Linked DNA regions of Sus scrofa: region 2 is linked to region 1. The links are chromatin contacts, called in public HiChIP or PLAC-seq maps. All regions are on one chromosome and are shown on one strand. Each heading gives the region's core, a stretch centred on a gene start, on an enhancer-like site or on the middle of the called end of the contact. The rest is flanking DNA. Distances are from core to core; before and after follow the strand shown. Region 1 has its middle 53 kb from the start of TRIB1. Region 2 overlaps NSMCE2 (E3 SUMO-protein ligase NSE2).

The links. HiChIP or PLAC-seq counts read pairs in DNA pulled down with a chosen protein or histone mark.
Region 2: an H3K27ac HiChIP or PLAC-seq map of alveolar macrophages shows a contact between it and region 1. The contact joins two enhancer-like sites. A contact is called at or near these places in 2 of 2 datasets of contacts at active chromatin or transcription factors (alveolar macrophages and skeletal muscle).

Annotation. Positions count from the first base shown.
Region 1 is chr4:14,243,451-14,246,330 of Sscrofa11.1, forward strand. No RefSeq gene overlaps it. Among named protein-coding and RNA genes, the nearest start is that of TRIB1, 53 kb to the right of the region's middle. Within about 2 kb of position 1,546, at least 2 of the 83 cell types and tissues checked have an H3K27ac peak or open chromatin away from gene starts, as enhancers often do. A contact at or near this core is called in alveolar macrophages, where this site is marked.
Region 2 is chr4:14,540,866-14,543,872 of Sscrofa11.1, forward strand. The region is part of intron 3 of NSMCE2 (E3 SUMO-protein ligase NSE2); the gene reads right to left. Among named protein-coding and RNA genes, the nearest start is that of WASHC5, 56 kb to the right of the region's middle. Within about 2 kb of position 1,411, at least 12 of the 83 cell types and tissues checked have an H3K27ac peak or open chromatin away from gene starts, as enhancers often do. A contact at or near this core is called in alveolar macrophages, where this site is marked.

The sequences.
Region 1 (2,880 bases), core at 296-2,795:
TTAAAAGCTCCTGCCCAGTTTTAATCTCAATCCATGGATTAAAGACAGAAAAGGTGCTTAAATGAAAGCTTCCAGCAGGATTCCTCTGGAGAGAGCTGCTTTTGTTTAGGGTGTGGGGGGATTGTAAATACTTTGATAGGTACTTGGGAGGCAGGGTGATTTGGAGGGGGCATGGGGCAGCGGGAGGTGACCCGTAGGAGGGAAAAGTTTTGCTTTAGACATGATAAGACTTGGGAGTGAGGGGTTCCCGTGTGGCTCAACAGTAACAAACCCAACTAGTATCCATGACCATGTGGGTTTGATCCCTGGCCTCGCTCAGTGAGTTAAGGATCCAGCTTTGCCATGAGCTGTGGTGTAGGTCGCAGATGCGGCTCAGACCTTGTATGGCTGTGGCTGTGGTGTAGGCTGGCGGCTAGAGCTCCAATTCGACCCCTAGCCTGGGAATTTCCATATGCTGCGATTGCAGCACTAAAAAGCCAAAAAAAAAAAAAAAAAAAAAAAAGAAAGAAAGGAAAAAAAAAGGCTTGGGAGTGAGCAAGGCAATAAGGAGATGAGGGTGAGGGGAGAAGACAGGGATCAGAAATTGGAGAAAGGGAGGCAGAACCCAAAGAGGCTGGAGAGGTAGACCCAGAGGTGCCTGGACCTCTTGATGGCAGGGGTCAGACTTTGCTTAACCACAGCCAGGGGTTGGAAATACTTCTTACACAGTGACCCAGCATCCACGTGTAGAGAGTGACCTATGTACACACACACACACACACACACACACACACATGCATGCACACAAGCAGAAAAAAATGGAGGAGATGGATTGGGGTTTGGAGGTGACTAAAGGAATTTCATCTGGATCTGATGGGATGGGATGGGATGTTCCCCAGTGACATCTGGGTTTCACGCACAAGAACGCACAGAACACCTTCAGAACCGCGTACGCTCCCTAAACCTCCAAGGCAGGGGCAGGGGCGGGGTCTCTGTCCTTGCCTTTGTAACTGTGGGTCATGCATCTGTATCTGGGGGCTGGGGGACCTCTTTCTGTATGTCTGTTTTTCCATGCCTGCATATCTGTGTGTATCCCATTTTCTGACTCAATTTATCATTTCTCTGGGACACACTGTCCTAGAATCTTATACCAGATGTTAACATCTCTGAGCCTCAATTTTCCCAGCTGTGAAGTGGGTGTAATAATGCCTACCCCTTGGAGCGGTTGTGAGGATTATTTGAGAGAGCAGATGAAAGTACTGCTAAATCATAGCAGCTATTCAGATGAGGGGGTGGGCAGTAGTGATGGTGGTAGTAGTAACAGATTCTAGCCAAGAGGAAAAGGATAGAAAGGATGAAGGATTTAATCAATTGACCTGTAAGACCAGCCTGGAGGGTAGGCAGGGATGTGGCCACCTGGTCACCATGGTTTGGGGCTGGAAAGTGACCACACACCCCAACCCCACCCCAACCCCATCCCAACCCCATAGATTCACCACCCAAACCAACCCTTACAAAAGCCTGAGGCATCACGTTCTTGCTCAGCAACTGACTTATGAGCCAGACCACATCATCCTCCCCATCCATAAGGCAGCCAATCCTCCAGCCTCCTCTGATCCAGGGGCTGTCTCCCTCCAGGGTGGCGTGAAGCTTTCTTCCCCAGGGCACCCATCCTTAAAGGACCATTCCACATCCGAGTGCAATTTCCCAACGCTCCTTTTTCTCTGTTCTTTTCCAGGGACCCAGTGCCCCAAGCGTTCCAAAAATAAGAGAATATCCCCAAATTTGGCCTGGGGCGGGGGGATCGGCCCCTTCCTGAGACCATCACCCAGGGCCATCCCTGTTGCAACGGTGGTCTCGTAACAATCGCTTACAAACCCGGTTAGGCAAGTTGCTTTTGCGTGATGGGCTATCTTGAGTAAATAGCATCCTATGTCCCCTGCCGGTCACTTGCTCAAGACATTGCTGGACATTGCATTAGAGTCACTGACACACAGAGTTTTGAAAATGAAAACAGGCCCTCTGGCTTCTGATCAGATAGCATTTAACTCATTCGTGATTGCGCCAGGGTTTCCCAAGGCTCTGGGGCCACAGAACGGCTCTTGCTACAGTGCAGACAGAGGCTGGTGGGGACAGTTGGAGCCTCGGGCCACCCAACGATGAAGCTTCTAAGAGTGAACAGGCCAGCTGGGGTCTGCATCACCTTGGCCCCAGTAGCCCCCATGTGGTCCTCTGGGGCCGTTTAGCCTGTTGAGCTAATCCAGGTTCGACCCCCACGGGGTTGGGGGAGTAGATGTGGTTCCAGTCTCTTAATTTGATCCCTTATTCTGGGGGCCTTTCCTGATGATAGAGATCCTGAACTGACAGGGGTAGATAAGATACATTTCAGGCATCTATCGCTATGCGACACATCAGCCCAAAACCATGATTTAGAGCAGTGATGGAGATCCCGCGGTGGCTCGGCAGGTTAAGAACACAACAGGTATCCATGAGGATGTGGGTTGTTTGTTTGTTTGTTTGTTTTTTAATGAGGACTTTCTTTCCTTATTTCTTTTTGTCTTTTGTCTTTTTAGGGCCACACCTGTGGCATATGGAGGTTCCCAGGCTAGAGGTCTAATCAGAGCTATAGCCACCGGCCTTCACCACAGCCCCAGCAACACAGGATCCGAGCCATGTCTGTGACCTATACCACAGCTCACGGCAACACCGGATCCTTAACCCAGGATGTGGGTTTGATCCCTGGCCTCGCTCAGCCGGTTAAGGATCAGCAGCATACGTGGCAGATGCAGCTCGGATCTGGCGTGGCTGTGGCTGTGGTGTAAACTGGCAGCTGCAGCTCCGATGCAACCCCTAGCCTGGGAACTTTCATATGCTGCAGGTGCTTTCCTAAAAAGACTGAAA
Region 2 (3,007 bases), core at 161-2,660, 300 kb after region 1:
ACAGACATGGCTCAGATCTGGTATTGCCATGGCTGTGGTGTAGGCTGGCAGCTGTAGCTCCCATTTCACCCTTAGCCTGGAACTTCCATATGCCCCAGGTGTGGCCCTAAAAAAAAGAGAAAGCACTGCCTTCTCTCCACCTTCCTGAGTCAATACTCCACACAGGGGTCTTATTTGTTTCAAACAGAGACTCTGAGAGCCAAGCAATTACTGCATGTGTTTAAAAACTTTGGCTTCCTCTTTTTCACTGCTGAAATAATGCATGGTCTTTTCAGAGGTCTGGCCCTTCCTGATCTTCTGCATAGGAACATCCTGTCCCCTGGATGCCGCAGCATCTCTACCACTAACTGCCAGATCTGCTGGATCCATCTCTTGGCCTCTTCTGGAAGGTGTAGGAACTCAGACTACAGAAGCCTTTTCCCCAGTGGGTTGTGTAGAGTTACCAGTCCTGTCCTCAAAGAGGTTTGTAAATAAGTTTAGGAAATTACTAAGTATCCCTCCTTTGGAGAATCACAAGGCATAAAAGCATATTAAAGGCTTTGGAGTCTTTAAGGAAATTCTTTTAATCAAGCATTCCCCAAACTTATTTGACCACAAAATCCTTTTTTTTTTCCTATTATACTTACTCACATCCTGATGAATTAGTATTATGGAGCAAACTTGTGAAAATGCTGCATGAGAGGCACATTAAGGCCCAGTAGAGTGTAAACGTTTTAGAATTCTGAATAAAATCCAACACTTAATACCTGCAAAATAGCAAGACGGATTTCTATAAACTACCCATGATACTCAGCCTTAATATAGCACAGACCAGAATGTTCTACAGCTACCTTAGTGGGTAACCTAAGAGATTCAGATCTGATGCTTCCCTATAGAGGTAACTTAATTAGCGAAATATTATATCCAGAACTAACACTCTGTGTATTAGAAAAAATACTACCAAACACAACCTTAAGTTGGGAATAACTGCAGAGGGAGTTCTAAAGCAATGGAGTAGGAATTTGTTACCAGTAATCACAGAAAGAGACACATTCTGTGGCCAAGAAGCTGAAGAACGAATACCTATGTCAGCTTTTTTTCCCTGGCTAATTTCCACATCTGGGCAGTATTCCTATAGATGAGAAGGCTTATATATGGAGCATTTGTTAACTCTGACAAGAAAGGTATTAAGCGACCACACCTCAGGCTGGAGGGCCAAGTGCTGGAAGCAGGGAGTGGAAAAGAGGGGATTCTGCAGTTTTTTCCCACCTGTTTCCAAGAGATTTTTCACTAATTCCACTGTCACCTCTCACCTTCTTGCTAGTCCACTGACAATACTAATTTCTCTCATGCTCAGGAATCTTCTATCCTCCAGTGTAATGATCCCAAACGAATTTCCCCTCCTTCCTCTTTTGCCGATGACGCATAATGTGCGATGTACTCTTACATTTGGTCAGCAGATGATCATAGCCAATAAATCACAGCCTCTGCCCTGGAACTTTCTGCAGCTACTAGAGATTATTAGCTTTCTAAGTGAGACGTACTCCCCAACCCCGGCCTAACTAAGACAGTAACTCCCAACTTAACCCCATGAGATTTAAAGTAATAGATAGTGAGCTAACTTTAAAATAAGATTTACTAAAGGCAAAGCTTACCAGCTGATGAAGGGTGAAGGGTGAGGAAGCACAGGGAAGTGAGAGCCAAAAACATTCTAAACTAGGTGCATAACGTCAAGGCCCAGGTAAGCTATACCTTTGACCCACTTCATTCTTTTATTCTATCTAAGACTGTGTGAGTTTCAAACAAGTTACATGAGACATATTTCCACTCTTCTAACTCTCAACATACTAGTTTTAAAAGGCAGATTAAATGTTCAGGTTAGCTTATCAGGTGAGAACCACAGTTCCCAGGGTGTATCTGTGAAGAGATTTATAAGAAACGATACAAGTGAACTTATCTAGCAACTAATTGCTCCTATTAGGTTAATAAGGAAAATATCCTCCCTCCCTAGGCTTTTTGTAGGAGTTGTTATAAAACACTGACTTCAAAAACCACAAACAACTATGTGGCAGCAATCTGATTTAAATGCTTTCAAATCTTAGATAATCTGTAAGATGCTTGCAGCACAAAAGAAAATAGTAGAAGTGGAGAAAATACAAATGCTCTGGATTTTCCAATAAGGTAACATGGTGAAGCAGCACATACTAAAAGAACAATATACAGGTAAAATCTGACAATTCTTCTAAGATTTAAAGTTTGCTATAGTGAAACTGGACAATTAAGTATAATGAGAAATAAATGCCAAAGTATAATGTGAATCTTAAGCTTTACTTTTGCTAAACTCTAAGACAAGACTGCTCATTGAGAAGCAAAGAAAGTGTATATCTTACCACTGACCGTTAATAATAACATCTGTAACTAATCTGATCTGTTAGGCTATCTGTCATTTGGCTTTGGGGAGCTCACGCTTTTTCACTATGAGAATTAAGGTTATATAAAAGTTGCGAGGACCACCCCCACAACAGTGGTTGGACTCTTTTATCATCTCTTATTTGAAAAAAACATGTATTTGAGAATAGATTTGAGGATTCACTGAACTAAGCTGGTGCCCACCTTCTGGAACCTGAAGACCACAAGACAGGACTTCAGGTTTAGTTCAAAACCATTACATAAACCCAGAACCAGAAATACGCAGTGCACAGTATTACCACTGTTTGTTCAATACATGATAAAGAGTCTGACTTCAAGAGGGATATCGCCTTTGTCAGTGAAATGGCTTGAGAGGCAGAATACCAGTAATGAAATGACTCTTAAATCAACTATCACCATAACCTGCTTTACTAATAAGCACAGCTCCTGGCAAGCCGTAGGCGCTCCCATCTGTGAATGAATGAATCCTTGACCAACCTTAGGTAGGCTACTCAACTACTCTCCATACTTTACGCTTTCTGTACATAAAAGGAGACCTTCTCTGGCTGAATTTTCTCAAATTCAGACTTAGTTGTGGTCAAGGCACTCTGAAACTCTG